Regions from separate parts of the Mus musculus genome. Here regions 2, 3, 4, 5 and 6 are each linked to region 1. A link is a contact called in public Hi-C and HiChIP or PLAC-seq data. All regions are on one chromosome and are shown on one strand. The core of a region is the stretch at or near the end of the contact, and the rest is flanking DNA. Distances in the headings are between cores, read along the strand shown. Region 1 has its middle 33 kb from the start of Gm41111. Region 2 overlaps Zmiz1 (zinc finger, MIZ-type containing 1). Region 3 overlaps Zmiz1 (zinc finger, MIZ-type containing 1). Region 4 overlaps Zmiz1os1 (a long non-coding RNA gene). Region 5 overlaps Zmiz1os1 (a long non-coding RNA gene). Region 6 overlaps Zmiz1os1 (a long non-coding RNA gene).

What was found. Hi-C and Micro-C count contacts between places; a contact is called where the count stands out from the background. HiChIP or PLAC-seq counts read pairs in DNA pulled down with a chosen protein or histone mark.
Region 2: a FOXA1 HiChIP or PLAC-seq map of pancreatic cancer cells shows a contact between it and region 1. The contact joins two enhancer-like sites. A contact is called at or near these places in 5 of 115 datasets of contacts at active chromatin or transcription factors (T-cell acute lymphoblastic leukemia, acute myeloid leukemia, embryonic basal ganglia and 2 more) and 1 of 9 other capture datasets (embryonic stem cells).
Region 3: an HNF4G HiChIP or PLAC-seq map of pancreatic cancer cells shows a contact between it and region 1. The contact joins two enhancer-like sites. A contact is called at or near these places in 1 of 39 promoter capture datasets (hippocampal neurons), 2 of 484 Hi-C or Micro-C datasets (stem cell-derived neural progenitor cells and uterus), 15 of 115 datasets of contacts at active chromatin or transcription factors (the 230-238 cell line, bone marrow-derived macrophages, craniofacial prominence and 12 more) and 1 of 9 other capture datasets (embryonic stem cells).
Region 4: a contact with region 1 is called in an HNF4G HiChIP or PLAC-seq map of pancreatic cancer cells. The contact joins two enhancer-like sites. A contact is called at or near these places in 3 of 484 Hi-C or Micro-C datasets (nephron progenitors, uterus and ventricular fibroblasts) and 16 of 115 datasets of contacts at active chromatin or transcription factors (the NIH/3T3 cell line, T-cell acute lymphoblastic leukemia, astrocytes and 13 more).
Region 5: a Hi-C map of uterus shows a contact between it and region 1. The contact joins two enhancer-like sites. A contact is called at or near these places in 3 of 484 Hi-C or Micro-C datasets (hematopoietic stem and progenitor cells and uterus) and 1 of 9 other capture datasets (embryonic stem cells).
Region 6: a contact with region 1 is called in a Hi-C map of the N1E-115 cell line, with 2.1 times the contacts expected there. The contact joins two enhancer-like sites. A contact is called at or near these places in 4 of 484 Hi-C or Micro-C datasets (the N1E-115 cell line, epidermal suprabasal cells, nephron progenitors and 1 more), 1 of 115 datasets of contacts at active chromatin or transcription factors (pancreatic cancer cells) and 1 of 9 other capture datasets (embryonic stem cells).

The regions. Positions count from the first base shown.
Region 1 is chr14:25,014,087-25,016,723 of GRCm38.p6, forward strand. No RefSeq gene overlaps it. Among named protein-coding and RNA genes, the nearest start is that of Gm41111, 33 kb to the left of the region's middle. Within about 2 kb of position 1,310, at least 87 of the 459 cell types and tissues checked have an H3K27ac peak or open chromatin away from gene starts, as enhancers often do. A contact at or near this core is called in the N1E-115 cell line, forebrain, pancreatic cancer cells and 1 more, where this site is marked.
Region 2 is chr14:25,516,017-25,518,653 of GRCm38.p6, forward strand. The region is part of intron 2 of Zmiz1 (zinc finger, MIZ-type containing 1); the gene reads left to right. Among named protein-coding and RNA genes, the nearest start is that of Mir3075, 17 kb to the right of the region's middle. Within about 2 kb of position 1,350, at least 190 of the 459 cell types and tissues checked have an H3K27ac peak or open chromatin away from gene starts, as enhancers often do. A contact at or near this core is called in pancreatic cancer cells, where this site is marked.
Region 3 is chr14:25,475,371-25,478,007 of GRCm38.p6, forward strand. All of the region lies in intron 1 of Zmiz1 (zinc finger, MIZ-type containing 1), which reads left to right. Among named protein-coding and RNA genes, the nearest start is that of Zmiz1, 18 kb to the left of the region's middle. Within about 2 kb of position 1,316, at least 109 of the 459 cell types and tissues checked have an H3K27ac peak or open chromatin away from gene starts, as enhancers often do. A contact at or near this core is called in pancreatic cancer cells, where this site is marked.
Region 4 is chr14:25,370,469-25,373,105 of GRCm38.p6, forward strand. All of the region lies in intron 1 of Zmiz1os1 (a long non-coding RNA gene), which reads right to left. Among named protein-coding and RNA genes, the nearest start is that of Gm41113, 7.5 kb to the right of the region's middle. Within about 2 kb of position 1,348, at least 161 of the 459 cell types and tissues checked have an H3K27ac peak or open chromatin away from gene starts, as enhancers often do. A contact at or near this core is called in forebrain, pancreatic cancer cells and uterus, where this site is marked.
Region 5 is chr14:25,342,100-25,344,736 of GRCm38.p6, forward strand. The region is part of intron 1 of Zmiz1os1 (a long non-coding RNA gene); the gene reads right to left. Among named protein-coding and RNA genes, the nearest start is that of Gm41113, 36 kb to the right of the region's middle. Within about 2 kb of position 1,317, at least 24 of the 459 cell types and tissues checked have an H3K27ac peak or open chromatin away from gene starts, as enhancers often do. A contact at or near this core is called in uterus, where this site is marked.
Region 6 is chr14:25,303,333-25,305,969 of GRCm38.p6, forward strand. The region is part of intron 2 of Zmiz1os1 (a long non-coding RNA gene); the gene reads right to left. LOC115486423 (a long non-coding RNA gene) reads right to left here. Exons shown (of 2, transcript XR_001781198.1): 2 at 289-2,637. Among named protein-coding and RNA genes, the nearest start is that of Gm41113, 75 kb to the right of the region's middle. Within about 2 kb of position 1,334, at least 107 of the 459 cell types and tissues checked have an H3K27ac peak or open chromatin away from gene starts, as enhancers often do. A contact at or near this core is called in the N1E-115 cell line, pancreatic cancer cells and uterus, where this site is marked.

The sequences.
Region 1 (2,637 bases), core at 60-2,559:
TGAAGTTTGGGGGTTGGCTTCAGGTAGCATGTGAAGGCTTGTCCTCAGCCTCAGGAGACTTTCTCTGAAGCCACAGAGAGATGACACCCTCCCCAAGACTCTAGCAGGGAATCTCATTTCCCTTCTGTGTTATAATGTATCTTATGATATGGTACCTCAGGAACTTGGCCAAAGATATCCTGTGGCAGGGTCAGGATTTGAACCCCTGGCCTCAGACTCTTGGCCTACTGTTCTTCCTCCATCATCTCTACAGTGTGTCTCACATGAAAGAAGGACCCTAGTAGCCAAGCACAAAGTCTGACCAGGCCAATGTACAGAGAGAACATTGAAGTTCAAGGGCACCTGAAAACCACTTAAAGGTATCGAGCACTGGAGTGGTTGAGCTGCCACGGAGGCCTAGGTTTTACTTTTAACATCAAGACGTGGATGAATCCAACTCAACTCTTAGTGTAAGGCATTTAGACAGTCCCCAACTTAACCCGGTTAACTTGGGACAGGTAGACTTAAGCAATATTTGCCAACTGTATGAGACTTTACAGTTAACAAGCAATCTTTAAAAACTACTTTACATCTGGAATTTCTGATCTCTTCTTTGGCTTACAATATGAAGTGAGACACCTCCTCTCACTCTGCTCAGCTGTAGGGTAGTGTGCTTGTGTTTAAGACACTCTTGGGAATGTTGGGGGGGATCAGAGACTGGGGAGACAGATGAAAGCATGAGGGTCTGAGATTGATGCCAGATCCCATGTAAGAAGCTAGTCAAGGCAATATGCACGTGTAATCCCAGCGTTGGTGAGGCCTAGACAGGAGTATCCCTGGGGCTCACTGGCCACCCGAATCACTAACTCCAGGTTCAGGAGACATTGCGTCTCAAACAAATGTAGTAGAAAGCAACTGAGGAAGATGCTTGACATCAGCCCCAGACCTTTACACTCACATACAAATTCAACTGCTGCTTTAAGCACACACACACACACACACACACACACACACACACACACACACACACATAAATAAATAAGTCTGGACTAAGCTAGGGTGTTTGGTAGGTCAGGTGTACTAAAAGCATTTTCATGTTAAGATATTTTCATCTTACTGTGAGTTTAGCAAGATGGAGCCCATTGGAAATGGAGGGACAGCTGCTGGGGGGGGGCGGCATGAGAATCTTGCCTTCTTTCCCCACCAAGCATCCCCCCAAGTGATCACCTAGGGTGAAGTGGGAGTGTATCTGCATTGAGTGTCCCTGTCCCACCCCAGAGGTCCACTGGGGACATGCTTGGCTAGCAATTGCAAGAAGCTCCGGCAAAGACAAACAAAAGGTAACTGGAATGTGCCCCAGGGGGCCCATTAGCTTCCTGGAGCCTCCTGAGCATTCCCAGGAGGGATCATGGCTGGGCGTGTGTGATCAGCGGCAGGCACTGTCACAGGCAGCTGCTGGCATATTAATATTCCAGATAAATGGCTTTTGGCTCGGGCGAAAGATCCTGCTTGGGAGCAGGCTTTTCTTTGAAGCTCCTGAGAGGGGCAGCTTGCAGAAAAAGGCGAAGGGAAAAGGCAGCTTTGCAAAAAAAAAAAAAAAAAAAAAAAAAACCGATTCCACTCCAGAGCCTCTGCCCCAATCCATCTCTGTTTATTTAGTGCCTCTCCCTCTCCTGATTCATGGCAGGCTTACAAGAAAGGAAAGCTAGACAGGGAGGAAAGGAGGGAGACAAGGAGGGAGAGGGGAGGGGGGAAAGGAGGAGGAGAGCAGAGGGGAGAGAGAGAGAGGGAGGGAGAGAGGGGAGAGAGAGAGAGAGAGAGAGAGAGAGAGAGAGAGAGAGAGAGAGAGAGAGAGAGAGAGAGAGAGCTTGGCTGCATATATCACGTCCTCCCCCAGGAAGCCTGTCAACAATTAGCCAGGAGGCTGAGGTGCTGAAGCCTCAGAGCCTTCCTGAGACATTCTACACAGGCAAGCATCCTTGGCACCTCCCCAGCCACCCCTAGCTTCACTGTATCTGTGCTATGAGACCCTGGCTGGACCACTTAGACTCTGAGCTTGTCTGCCACATAGAAGAGAGAGGGGGAAAGCATGAAATCCTTTCTCCTGGATGGTTGAGCAAATGCAGTCATAGACACAAAGCAACTTCCATTTGGGAGGGGATTTTAGATGCCATCCTTACAAGGTGAGGCTCGGGGCTGGCAAAGTAACTCAGAGGGGAAGAGGGGTGCCCTGTGCAAGTCTGAGGAGCTGAATTCCATCTCCAGCCCCCACATTAAAGGAGAGGCCAAGCATGGCCACTTGCATACCTGTAACCCGATGCTGGGGGGGGGGGCGGGGGGAGACAACAGGATCAGTGTGGTTTGTTGGCTGCCAGGTTAGCTCCAGGTTCAGTGAAAGACCCTATCCTAAGGGAAAAGATAGAGGGGGTTGACCAGGTTGTCAACATCCTTCTTTATCCTCTAATGAAGAGTATGGGCATGCATATCACAGTGCAGACACATGAGCTAAATGTGTGTGCAGATGTGCGTAATACACACACATAAACACAGAGAGAGAGAGAGAGACAGACAGACAGACAGACAGAGAGACAGAGAGAGAGGGCGAGAGAGAGACAGAGAGACAGGGACAGAAACAGACATACAGAGAGACAGACACAG
Region 2 (2,637 bases), core at 100-2,599, 500 kb after region 1:
GATGAATGCATACATGAATGGGTATACTTAGCATCTGCCCTTGGTTGCTGCTGCTGCTGCTGCTGCTGCTGCTGCTGCTGCTGCTTTTGGAGTCTCTCCAGCTTCTCGGTGCGGTGGCCGAGAGGACTGGTCAGGGCACAGTGCCAGCCTGTCTGGGTTCCTATCCTGGCGGTGACCTTGAGCTGTTTTCTTCGTGTCCCTCTATGTTTCCTCATCTTTTAAAATGGGTACAGCGTGTACTTCCCAGGATGTCATGAGACTAAATGAGTCAGTTGACATAAAGTACTTAGAATGGTACAGCTAATGGCCCTAAGTTAGTCGGTATTAACAGTTTCGTTACCATGATGATGATTGGCAAAGTTAGGGAGAAGCTGGCTGGAGACTTGGAGTTCCTGGGAGCTGTGGAGTGTTACAGGTAGAGAGGTGTCACAAGTTGTAATTGGGAGCTTCTCGCTATAAGTATTTCTGGTCAGTCATTTAAAGAAGCCTCACCAGAAATGGGATTTGGATCCCTGAGGATCCAGGAGTTTGTTCTGATTTTTCTAACTCTAAATAGGCATTTACAATTTTACATATTTTTTCAAGAGGGCCTCCAAAATGCCATAAACTTCAGCTGTCATAGACCTGAACTACAGTTTGCCACTGTGCCTGTTTCTGTGTCCCCCTTCACTGGTCCCAGTAGGAGGCACTGTCCCTCTTATTCTTGACCATGTGGTGTGCCCCAGGCTGAGCATGGCCTGAAGGATTGATTCCAGGCAGCCCACAGGGGGAAGGGGCCCTCAGAACACCTCCTGCCGGGGATGCGAATCACACCAAGGCCTGGCGCTAGGCCGAGTTGCTGCTGCTTTGCTAAGCTGAGGGCCACTGCAAGCAGGCTGAGACCTCGGTACTCTCTCTCCCTCCTCCCCTGTGTATGCTCTGGTGCGGGCACTGGAAGGCAGTTAGGCTATGGGAAGCAGGTTGCTGAGTTGTTGGGTTGTCGTTGGAGTAGCTGGCTGTGTGCCCAGTTTGGTGTCAGGGACCCTGTGTCCTGTGTCAGGTCATTGGCCTTGCTCAAAAGGATCTCCCTAGTCACCAAGACCACAGGATTCTCACTTGAAGGCTAAGGAGAAGATGGTGTCAGCCCCCTTATCAGTAATCTCAGAGTGAGGTATAAAGAGAACTCATAGCTCGAGAGGGCAGGACAGATAGAACTGGCTTCCAGAGGCTAGGCCGTTAGCTGGGGAAGACCCCTGGGTAGGCACTATGGACACTTGCTGCCTCCACTGGCATCAGGGCCTCTAGACCCTGCTCTGAGAGGGCCATTTATAACTCACAGCTGTGCGGTCCTGAGCCCAACTGACTGTGGTAAACCGATCTGGCTTCAGGAAGTCCCAACCCAAGGCCACTCCCAACCCGGCCCCATGCTCTCCTCACCTCCTGACACCCACATCCTGTTCTCAGCAGGAAGGCAGGCAGTGGGGCCCAGCCAGGGTCTCCAGCTGCAAAGCCCCAGATGGCCCTAGAACTGTGAGGCCCTAGAACCAACACCATCGAGGCCTATCCCAAAGACAAATATATAGGGAGACCAAGGTCAAAAGAAGGCTGGGGCCTGTGCTAGAGTCCACAGAATCAAGGCTCAGGAATGAGGTTGTAGCATCAGGGGTATGCTTGGAGCTCCTGGTATGATCCAAAGAGAGATTGATGCTTCTAGCCCCTGCCAACGATCACCAGAGGAGGCTGATGGAAGAAAGAGGAGGGCTTCAGGGAATCCTGGGAAAGGACACCATCTTGGATCCCAGACTTCAGCATTGCCATCTTCATCCAGTCGCCTCATTCTCTAGAGGTTCTTTACCAAGCCCAGAGATTGTGTAGGGCTAGGCATGGGCTGGAGAGAGGCTGCTGCTGAACGCTCCCAGCACCCGAGACCTAGGCTTTGTCATATGCTCAGGGCAGGCACTAACCTCTCTGCTTTGTTTTCTCTGCAAACACTCTTCTGCCAAAACTTCACTGTAGTGAGTTTGTAGAAATTTGGCCCAAGAAACTTAAGACATTTGTGACTAGATTCTAAAATCAGAACCCGAAAGAACATAAATTTTGTTTTATTTATTTATGCTGTGTATTTATTAAAGAATAAGAGAAATGCATTAGAAATACCTAACTATCTGTGGCTCTCCTCTGCTACACACTGAGTCTGGAGGATGGGGAGGTGGAGACAGGTAGACAGGTAGCCCTGAGGCTCAGCAGCTGGCCAGTCAAGCAGAACTGGTGAGCTCCAGGTTCAGTGAAAGACCCTGTCTCAAAAGACCAATGTGGAAAACCAGGTGTAGTGGCAGACACCTTTAATCCCACCACTAGGGAGGCAGAAGCGGGCAGATCTCCGTGAATTCAAGGCTAGCCTGGTCTTCAGAGTGAGTTCCAGGCAAGTCAGAGCTGGTAAGACATAGTAAGACACCATGTCTCAAAAACAAACACATACACACACACATACACACACAAAGAATATGGAGAGTGAATACAGAAGACACTCAACACTGACCTTATGTGCACACAAACGCATACAAAAATTAAATAAGTAAGGCTCCATGGTTAAGAGCATATACTACTCTTCCCGAGGACCTAACTTTGCTTTCCAGCACTCACACTGCCTGTAATACT
Region 3 (2,637 bases), core at 66-2,565, 460 kb after region 1:
GTTCTTCACTCTGTACCTGGCTTGGTGGTGGTGGTGGTTGTTGTTGTTTACTTCTGGAGCCCCAGTCTTCCAACCCTTTTCATTGTCTGCTGACAGCTATGTGCAGTTGGCTGGCAGTGCATCTGCTAGTGTGCTAGTGCAGGCTTCGCCCTGCACAAATGCTGCTTACGTGGTAGCTCCCTGCTGATGATAAATTTATTAAATAACATCCTGGAGAACAATGGTAAAGTATCTATGGGGAGGGAAGACTTTATTCTAAACTTGCATAAGGTCACCTTAAGACTCAGGCTAGGGTTGTTATCACCTGGCTGAGCTGCCTGCAACTTGGAGTCACCTTGATGCCACCCTATGCCTGCGACCATGAGATTGGGTTTCTGTCCTAGGCACTTGTCTTGTGGTATAACACCTGGACTCGACCTTCTGATGCCCAAAGCCCTCTAGACTCCATTCTTGCCCTGTCTCCCCTTGGCCACCAGAATGGATCTAAATAGAAGACACCTGAGCCATGGACACCTGCCCCCTTTGCTCACTAATCCTGTGGGCCTTTCCACAGCAAGGCCTGGCCTTTAGGCTGCCTGTTATCAGGCCCCAGCCATGATTTCACTTGTACAGACTTTGTGCATTCTGTCTCCCCTGCTCTGTATGCCTGGGGAACTCCTAAGCACCCTGCAAAGCCTGCCTCAAGCCACAGCCTGCCCTAGCCCAACAGCAGAGTCAAGTGTATAGGCCGCCCTTGCCCGATTCCTCAGGCACTGCTTGCCGACTTCTGTGGGATCCTTTGTCATCAGGATGGCCGCCACTCTCAGCCCTGACTCGCCAACACCCTGCACTGCGGCTGGCAGCTAGCAAGCATTCCAGAACGCTCTCTACACAGTGAATAATAAGTGACGCCACCTTTGACACAGTGCTGGTGGGTTTGTGGTTTGGATGCACATCCTCGTATTCAGAAGGAGTGAACCACCTCAGTGTGGTTCATTCCCAGATTGCAGCTGGGCCCATAAGCCTGGCCCAGCCCCTCTGTGCTTTCTTGACCTTCTTCACCTTCCCAGTTGGAGCAGAGAGCCTGGCCTGGCTCTCAGAGCATCTTCAGGGCAAGGCAAAATGTGCAAAATGGTCGGGTCTGTAGACACCTGTACTTCAGTTACTCCTCTGCCTTGCTGACTGCCCTGGTTTTGCTGGCTTGGAGAACTCTCTCAGTTTTGGAAGCCTGGCCAGGCTGAAGGGCCTCTTGGGCAAGACCCTGGGCAGATCTGGGGCCTGAACCACATAGGCAGCCTACACACCAGGCAAGTCTATGGCAAATGGCCCTGGCTTGCCAGCTCTGGGGAGGGTAGAGGGAGGGCCACCTTCTGCTGGGTAAACATGGTGTCCAGGCCTGCCCAGGCACGTCCCTGGCTCTTTCGGTTAAAGACACAGGACAGCATTTCATTTCACCAAGGCTGGAGTTGCTGGGTGGCAATGAGAAATGACAGGTAGGGACACGAGGAAGACTCTAAGCCTTGCTGGACTCTTAACCAGATCAGGCTGCAGGAGGATGTTAGGGGGCCAGGCTCTGACTGTAGTCCCTCCCCACGGTGCCATCTTTTCTCTGCTAGCTGCTCCTGAGCCCTCAGGGGTGGGTGGGCTTTGAGCTACTCCTGGGTTAAGCCAGGTCTGACTGGAGCCACCTCTGCATTCCTACTGCAGACACATTCCAGTCCACGCTTACCCAAGGTGGCTCTTTGTTCTCTGGGACACCCACTGGACTCCAGGCAGTCTTCTGGGCTTGTTCCTGGAACATCAGCCTCTGCAATGGGTGATCCCATCCATCTCCTGGACTTGGAGTGGTGCTCAGCACCATGTCTCTGGATCTTTTTCTTGACATTAGGCCTTCTGCTAACAGTGTGTGTATGGGGTTGGGGGGAGGGGTGTGCCAGAAGACAACTTTTAGGAGTCAGTTCTTTCTTTCCATTTGGCGTGTCAGTACCTGTTGATCATCTCTTTGGCTCGACTCTTTGTTTTGATCCATCTGTTGGTGTGCCTGAGTAACATTCTGGGCATAGTGACCAGCATTGCCCGAATGGAGAGCCCTGAGTGTTGCCTGGACTGTTTGCCCTCGGGAGATGGAAGGGTTGCTGCCTCTTGGGAGCGCTTCTGTAGTTCATAGCAGAGGCAGAACTGTCCCAGGTCCTCTGTTCTCATCCACTGGAGCTGAGTGGTCCTGCTCTATAGCCCTGACCTTTGTGTGAACAGTTTCCAAGACGGCTGTGGAGACAGAGAGCAGGGCTGACACTCCAGCTCACTTACCTTCCCACGATAGACCTGCTGGGTCTTGCTTTCTCCTGTCTTCTACAGTGTAGAGCTAATGTGGCATGCTTGGCTTATGGCAGGGTTAGCAGGGGAGCCTCCCGGAGCCTCCTGGGAGTCCTGAAAGCTGGGCCGTTCCATGGAATCACTCTGTTAGATACTGTAGGAAGCAGGTAGAAATTGGAAGTCCTGGGTCCTGGTGGACACGGAGAGGTTTGTGCTGTGTGTGCCAGCATGCTCAGGTGCACCAGCAAAATTCCTTTGTCAGTTCATCATAGACTTCGGCTTGGGAGGCTAGGAACTCACTATCTGGAGGGCAGGCACCCAACTCTGACCCCCAGCTGCATCTGG
Region 4 (2,637 bases), core at 98-2,597, 360 kb after region 1:
GGCCGGCAGGTCCCCTCAGAGCCCTGGGACCCAGATGGTCATCCCAGCATTAGGTAAGGCATCACAGCAGCAGCGAGAGAGAATGTACTGCCAGCCAAAGCCACCAAAGCCCCCATTCTAGCCAGGGGCCTCACTGTCTTCCCTCCTGAAGCCTAGCTATTGCTGTGTCTGGGAGGCCCATGGGACATCAGAGATGCTGAAATTTGGAAGCTACAGTTCAGAGTGGCCACATTCAGGAGGCCATAGCCCAGAACAGTCATGTCCTCCCAAGAAAAGCCTCTGCCATTTCTGTTGCTGATCTGTCAGCAGACCAAAAAAAACCTGTCCTCTCCTCAGTCTTACAACCAGGCTGTGAATCCAAGTCAGCTCCAGACCTCTGCATCTCCCTTGGGGTTGCGTGGGCTCAGGAAAAGCACTAATAATAGACTCTAATACTCCTTAAGGGCCTGCCAGAGACAGCTAGGAGTTCTCAGAGCTTCATGGGTAAAAACCAATCCCTGTAATGTGTAAAAAAAACAACCCTGAGAGGCAAGTCTGTTGAGGTCTCCACTTTACAGATGAGGAAATGGAGACCCGGAGAAGATGTAAAGATCCTAAGTCATACACCAGGAAATGAGGAAGCCAGAAGTCAGCCTGGCAGCCTGGCTCTGGAGCCAGTGTCCTCAGAAATATCATCTGTCTAAAGCCACTGTGAGTCCCATACTGCACTACGTCAGGGAGCTGAGACATATCACCTCGGGCTCAGGCGTGACGTGTCAAGAAGTGAACTGCCCATCACAGACACACAGCTGCCTTGGTGGAAATGTTTAAGCAGTGGGTAAGGACAAGCCTAGGTCACCTCTGCATCAGACAGAATAGACAAATGTCCCTGAGGCCAGGCCTTAAAGTCTTGGAGGAAGTGTGGGGACCTTAGGGAAACATGAATACTGACACAAGTTCATTCAATCACATGCTTATGAACATGTGCTCACATGCACATGTGTGAGCTTGTACATATGTGTCCCTGGACACAGTAGCTATTCTGGTGAACAAAGGATATTACTAAGTCCCTGCAAGTGTGGAAGCCCCTGGCTACAGAAGTATGTTCCCCCTTAACAAGTGCCTAGAGGACACTCCCTTCCCCCTTCTCAGCCTCACTTTCCCCACTGTTTGAGGAAGGGGTTGTCTGAGGTCATCTCCAAGGTCTTGGGCTTCTTGCCGCCTGGCCAGTCACCTGCAACTCTCTGTCCCCAGAGCTGGCAGGAGCTGTGACTCAGAAGCAAGAAGCAGCATAGGAGCTGCCCACTGCCCCCTTCCCCCAACACACACACAAAGGGCATCTTGTTACCACAGCCTGCCAGCAGGCAAGGGAGGGCTGGGAGGTAAGGGACCAGGATGCCTGTGTCAGCAGGACTGGGGGTAGGGCTCAGTTAGAGGCTCTGCCAGGGCCATCGGCTGGCTGGCCAAGGATCCCCAGCAGTGGGCAAGGCCTTGGGCAGGCAGGCAGCCCTGAAGAGCAGTCTCAGGAAATGGCCGGCCCCCAGGCTTCTGTATGCAACCGTGTTTGTCAAGCTCCTTTTTAGTATCATTATTTTTCATTTGGATTCTAAATGAACCTTGTGCACCCAGCAGCAGCCTCAGGCCTGGAATTTCCCAGCTGTGTGGGCTGAAACCACAGCCCCTGCTCAGAGCTTACCAGATGTGAGCACAGTCACTCTTCCAATCTGCAAAATGGGAGTGCTGAGTGGAGAAGATGCTTAAATCACACTCTCCAGTGGGGCAGACACCACCTCCCAGAGGAGCCCCAACACTGGTCAGGACACCCTGGTACCTTTCTTGTTGCTACTGGCTCTGTCACTTCCTTGCTTTGGATCCTAAGGCAAAGCACTTATCCCTTCTTACCTCCGTTCTCTAGCCAGTAAAATGGGGATGGCTGAAAGGCAGCAGAAACTAAATAGAAGATTCTTTCTGGGCATTACCTGGCATCATATTCTGACACTGAACAAAGGACAAGCTGGAAGACACTCAGATTGTCCGTGCTAGTAAATAAATCAGTCTGCAGTTCTGTTCCCATAAGCGTATGAATGGTGTGCATACATATGTACATGCGTGCATAAGTGGACAGGCAGGAATTCTCCCAGGCCAGTACTTGAGCATTGAGGCCATTATGTGAACAGTACGGGGTCCAAAGCAAAGGCTCTTTGAGGCCCTTGACCTCCTTAGGACAACTGGACTCTTGTGGCTGGTTTGTGATATCCAGCTAGCCACATCCTTGCAGAGCAAACTGGTGGCTGCAGACGCTGCATCCTCCGAGCACTGGGTGGAGCTAGTGGCCAGCTGCCCCCTAAAGCATGCATTACAGTCCCAAGGAGCAATACATGCTCATAAACACCCCCTAGAGTTGCACTCCCAACATTTTCCATAAACTTCTATGCATGGGCATCTCCTCGGATCAGTATCTGTAGGTCTCTTACACCCCAGAGAAAGGATTCTGCATTCTGTCAGGAACATCTAACTGACAGGCTTTCAAAAACTAATGTGTAATGGGTACTGGTTAGTCTACCAGATCCTCCAAATGCTACCGAGCTCCCAATGTTCTTTGTCCCACTTGATGCATGAAAGTGAGGCCCAAACAGGCGAAGGTAAGTCAGGCCCGTG
Region 5 (2,637 bases), core at 67-2,566, 330 kb after region 1:
CCAGACCCCATCTGTTACAGATTCTGCCTAAGCTACTACAAGAGACTTTCCAAGGCTTAGTCAGAGTGTCACATGCAACCAAGGCTACCTTGAATGTGATAAACAAGTGGCAGGCATTGGAATGTGACCCAACCCCTGGACGACATGGTGATAAAAGCTAGTGTGGAGGTAGCTTCAAAGTACGAGCAGGGAGAGGCAGTTCCTATCTGAGTCTGAACTTCATCTCATCCCAGATGTGCAGCCTTGAACCTGAAGCTTAGAGAAACAGAGGGGGTCTGCAGGGTGTGGGGGAGTCTGTCAGTTCGGTGCTGGAAGATCGATCACTTGGGTTTTTGTTGTTGTTGTTGTTGTTGTTGTTGTTTTGGTTTTGGCTGCTTCAAGACAAGGTTTCTCTGTGTAGCCCTGGCTGTCCTGAAACTCACTCTGCACACCAGGCTGGTCTCGAACTCAGAGATCTGCCTACCTGAGTACTGGGAGTAAAGACATGTGCCACCACTAGCTGGCTCCTTGTTCTTGACGGAGGCATGGTGAGGATTCCCTTTCATGAGAAAGGCTAGAAGCACAGAAGGGTTACTGGGAAAAGCTTTTAATTGAGGCCTTTACTACTTGCATGTTAAGAATAGACAGAGCCTTGAAGAGAGACTGGGAGCAAAGGGATGGTCATTGACTGTCAATGTTTATTGAATCTAAACTGCTCCCTGACTTCCTGTCTCTAAGAGTCATCAAGTGCACACATGCATGTGTGACTGTGCATGTGTGTGCACTGTATGCATATATATGTGAGACAGTGTGGGTATGGGTGTGCATATGTGCACAGACATTTGGCTGCAATCCTATATCCTCCCAGCCTCAGCCAGGCCGCTCCTGCTAATGTTTTCCTCTAGAAGCATTCCTAGCTTAGGGAAGGGTCTCAGCACTGTGACTTCCCCCATTGCAGCCTGGCCACACCCTTCCTTCCTGGCCAGGCCATTGGGAACTCTGGCTTGGGTTGAGGTGGTCTGCTGGGACATGTGTTGGGCTAAATAGACAGTGCTGGGGTGGTTTCTTCACTTGGGAACAGGAAGTGGGCATTGAGTATCTGAAGTCATTGGGCTAGATGGGGTGAGAAAGAAAGTCCTTTGGAATAATACATATCCAGTGTACAACCCAGTCCTCCCTCTGTAGGGAGTGAGGATGGGGGACAGGAAAGAGTCCTCAAATCAAGGAGGAGTTTTAAGAAAAAATCTTCCCGAGACTGAAGAGCCCTTCTGCAGGGGAGGAGAGGCGAGCTCCTGCCAAGCCTTGGCCCCTCCTTTGTATACTGTCACCCAAGGCCAGGAGGAAGTCAGCAAACAGAGCCCTTCAGGTCAGCCTGCTCCTGGCGGGGAGAAGGGGGGGGTTCTTGGGGAGGGGGATGCTTATCCTCTGGACTTGCTCTTGTTGAGAGGGTTCTGATCTAACTAACCTCTTACAGATCCAACCTTCAGTGCTTCAGACCTGTACCTTCCCGAGGCAGGAGGCAGACGTGATGTGTCGCAAATGTGGAGGGAAACGGTGGGTAGGGATGATGGCACAGTGTGGGATGAGGGATAAAGGAAGACTGGGGAGGAACAGCTTCTGCCGTGGACCACAAAAGGTGCTTGGAGAAAAGTGGGGAGGGCTCCTCAGCACAGAGAAGCCTCTGAAGAGAGCCCATGGAATCCTGAGCCCTGGGTATGTGTCTTCACAGCCAAGACATGGTCACAGTGAACCCGGGAGTTTAGCAAATGTTTATAAAACCTTTCCATATGCAGTTAATGATCCTGATTAGGACCTGAGAAAGCGGTCATTTGTGTCCCGTCCCAGCTTTAAGGGGCGTTTTATTATTACACACCATTCCACAAGTTAATGAGAGAAGCTGTAGTCCATTTGTTGGCAAGGACTAATGCTCGCCCGGGGAGACCAGCAGTGGGGCCTTTGTCCTGTGCCTCGGAGTCTAATTTCCTTGCTCCACCTGTCTGCCCTGCTGCCCCCACCCTCCCACCACCAGATGCCACTATGAAAGATGTCACCTTGAGGGTATCATGACCCCAGATCACTGTGCCTGGGGCCTTAGTCAGACCAGACTGGGCTGTCTGCTCTCCAGAGGCTGGTGAGATCCTGGGTCTAGGAAGCTTTGAGAGCTGGATGCCTGGGCTCCTGTTGTGAATCTGGATTCTTCGGCAGGGCCCAGTTGGTCTGCAGAAGCATCTTTGGAAGCCTGCATGCCAGTCTTGTCTCTGCCCCAGTCACGTGACCTTGGACATGTGGCATCAGTTTTGGTCAGCATCCCCATTTATGCAATAGGTATAATCACTTCTCCCTCCAGGTGAGTTCTATGCACACAACAAGCACCGCCTGTGAGCAAGTGTGTGTTGTCAGGACACACACAAAACACTTCCCCTTCGAGGACTGAGGCGCGTGGAGTTTAGACAAGGAAACCTCAGATACTTGTGGGAACCCGGCAATGAGGCTGGACAGGGCACAGTCACGCAAGCGTGAGCTTATCCAAAACACTGCTCATCTATGTGCCTGGATGGCTTGTTTCATTTTATGTGAACCTAACCTAGATTAGCTGCATATGTATCAAAAGATGGCCTAGTCGGCCATCACTGCAAAGAGAGGCCCATTGGACTTGCA
Region 6 (2,637 bases), core at 84-2,583, 290 kb after region 1:
ACATACACACATGCACACACACATGTGCACACACACACACACATACATACACACCAGAGGCTGACCTTAGCCAGTGAAGACCAAGGAAAGGAACCGTCAGGTAAACAAGGCTGAGAAAAGTGGAGAAGACAGGTAAAAGCCTTCAGGGACAAAGCACAAAGTGACACTATGGGGGAAGAGCAGGTAAAGAGGATGCTGGGTAGGGACATGTGAGGGCCAGGGGCCCAGAACCCACCCTGACTTAAACCATGACCCAAGTCAGCAATTGCTTTCAGCTGCCTCGGCATACACATCTGTAAAATGGTTTTATTCCTTTCTTCTATAAGTGTGCCTGGCTCTGGAAGCTTGAAGCTGTCTTCTGGGCATGCGGAAATCCTTCACACACAGGAGAGCTCAGGTGTCAGGACAAGAGGGAAGGGCAGCCGTGAGATCTTGACATACTGGCTGGCCCTCTCCAATTTTCGAAGGTCTGGCTCCTAAAAATAGAAGACTCCATAGGTCTAAAGTTCCCAACAGTACAACAGACAAAGAGGAAAGAGTCGAATCCCAGTCCACCTGAATTGAAGTCCTCGGCTTTGTCATTTACAGTTTTCCCTTGGGCATGCTTCCTCGGGGTCTTCTCCTGTCAATGTGGCTACATGAGAAAGTAGGAGGAACAGGTTAGACCAGAGAAGGGACTGGCTCTTAAGAAAGTAGAGAGCCTTGCACCTCCAGCATGTTCCTCCAAAGCAAATACAGACAGTCCTATGTGAGGGATCCACATGGCGCTTGATGACCCCTGCTGGAGTCCTGTGCAGACAGTCATGTGGCCCTTTGGAGAACAAAGCCCTAAGCATCGCACATAGCATGATTCCTCTGGGGTAGGAGCAGCCACTTCTGTTTGCAAACAGAACACTAGACAACAAACTACAAAAGGGACTTGAGGGAGTTTACTCCTGGGGCCCAGGATCCTGGGCAGGGGCAGTGTGGCTGGAAGCAGGCGTACCTTTTCAATTTGTAATCGCTTTTGAGTCATATTCAAAAACATTCCAAGATGAAATAAAGCGAAAGAAGGCTCAAGCTGCCCTGCAGTTGGGAGCCCTTTGGGGAACTGAAGTGAGCAAGCCAGCCCCTCTAATCCAGATGGACAGGCAGACAGACAGATAAACAGCTTAGAGGCCAAGGTCCCACAGGGCCTGAGGAATGGGCTGTCCCACCCCAGCCCAGCAGGCAGTGGCTGCCCTCTCACCCAGACCCCTGCTGGCAAGCACCGTCCACTCCCTGATCTTCCCGGAATGGACGCTTCCCCAGGCTCATTGCAAAACATCCTGGCTGGAGCTGCAGCCAGGAGTCCAGAAGCAAAGCTCCCTCTGCAGAGCGAGATGCCGCTTCCTGAGGACATTCCGGCCTGGTGTGAGGGCCTGTGGCAGGAGAGGGCAGGAAAGGCCAGGCAGTCATCGGCAGCCAAACTGGGGCCACAGCAGGGCCACGTGCTCACTGGGACGACATCTGGCTGGAGCCATAGCCCAGGTTTTAGAGGACTTGTAATCAGGCACCTCCTCAAGCCCTGCCACCGTCTCTGCTGCAACCCCCTCCACCAGACCCACTGCAGACTCGCTGGGCTTGTTAAGGGAGAAGGGAGCCTCCTTATAAAGAGATCCCTATTCGCAGGCTGCTCCACACACCACGATCCCTTTGCAGAGCTCCAGATTGATTCCAGCCTGGACCAGCTGTCACAAGGGGTCACCCAGGCCCTTCTCTTAACCCCACAGGATGGCAATTCCTTCACCTGGGTTAGAAAGAGATTTTTTTTTTTTTTAGCACAGAGCTCCCTTTTCAAATGTCATCCTCCTGAGAACCTGGCGAGGAATAAAAACACTGAGTGTGACACTGGTGAGAGGCAAGCAGAGAAGCCTGGATTCCAGCCCCTGGGCAGAGCCTAGGAAGCCTGGAGACTCGGAAACCCTTCTGAACATCAGGAAGCCACAGAGACCCTGGCTCTGGTTCTGTCCCTCTGTGCCCTCTCTCGGGCATCTCATGCCCAAAGCAGGTGTATTCTCTACCGCTCTCATCTTTGTCTGGCTAAATTCCAGATCCCAGTACTCACTGTCCACTGGACACCACCTAGATATCCGATAGGCTATAAGAACATCCAAAGCCATCACCTCACACCTCCCCTAATGCAAATGGCTCCTGTCATCAAATACCATTACATCAGCTCTTCTGCACCTTCTAGATTCTCTCCTGGTCAGGATTCACTACTGCCAACATTACCACAACCACAGCCTTCACCATCGCTGTCACCACCATCAACAGCAGCACCACAACCACCACTATCATCACCATAATCATCAGCATCACTGCCAACTTAAAAAAAAAAAGCCACTATCATCATTGTCACCACCAAGACCATAAACATCGCCACCAATATTACAAACATTACCACCATGACCCATCACCATTACCACCACCAAGACTACTACCATCACCATAATCATCATCAACACCGTCGATACCATCACCACAAACACACAAATATCACGGTCAACATCATCACTTTGTCATTGCCATTGCTGTCAACACCACCACCATCACCATCTTCACCAGCACACTCCCTCAACTACTGCCATTGCCTTTATCATCACCTCATCGGTACCA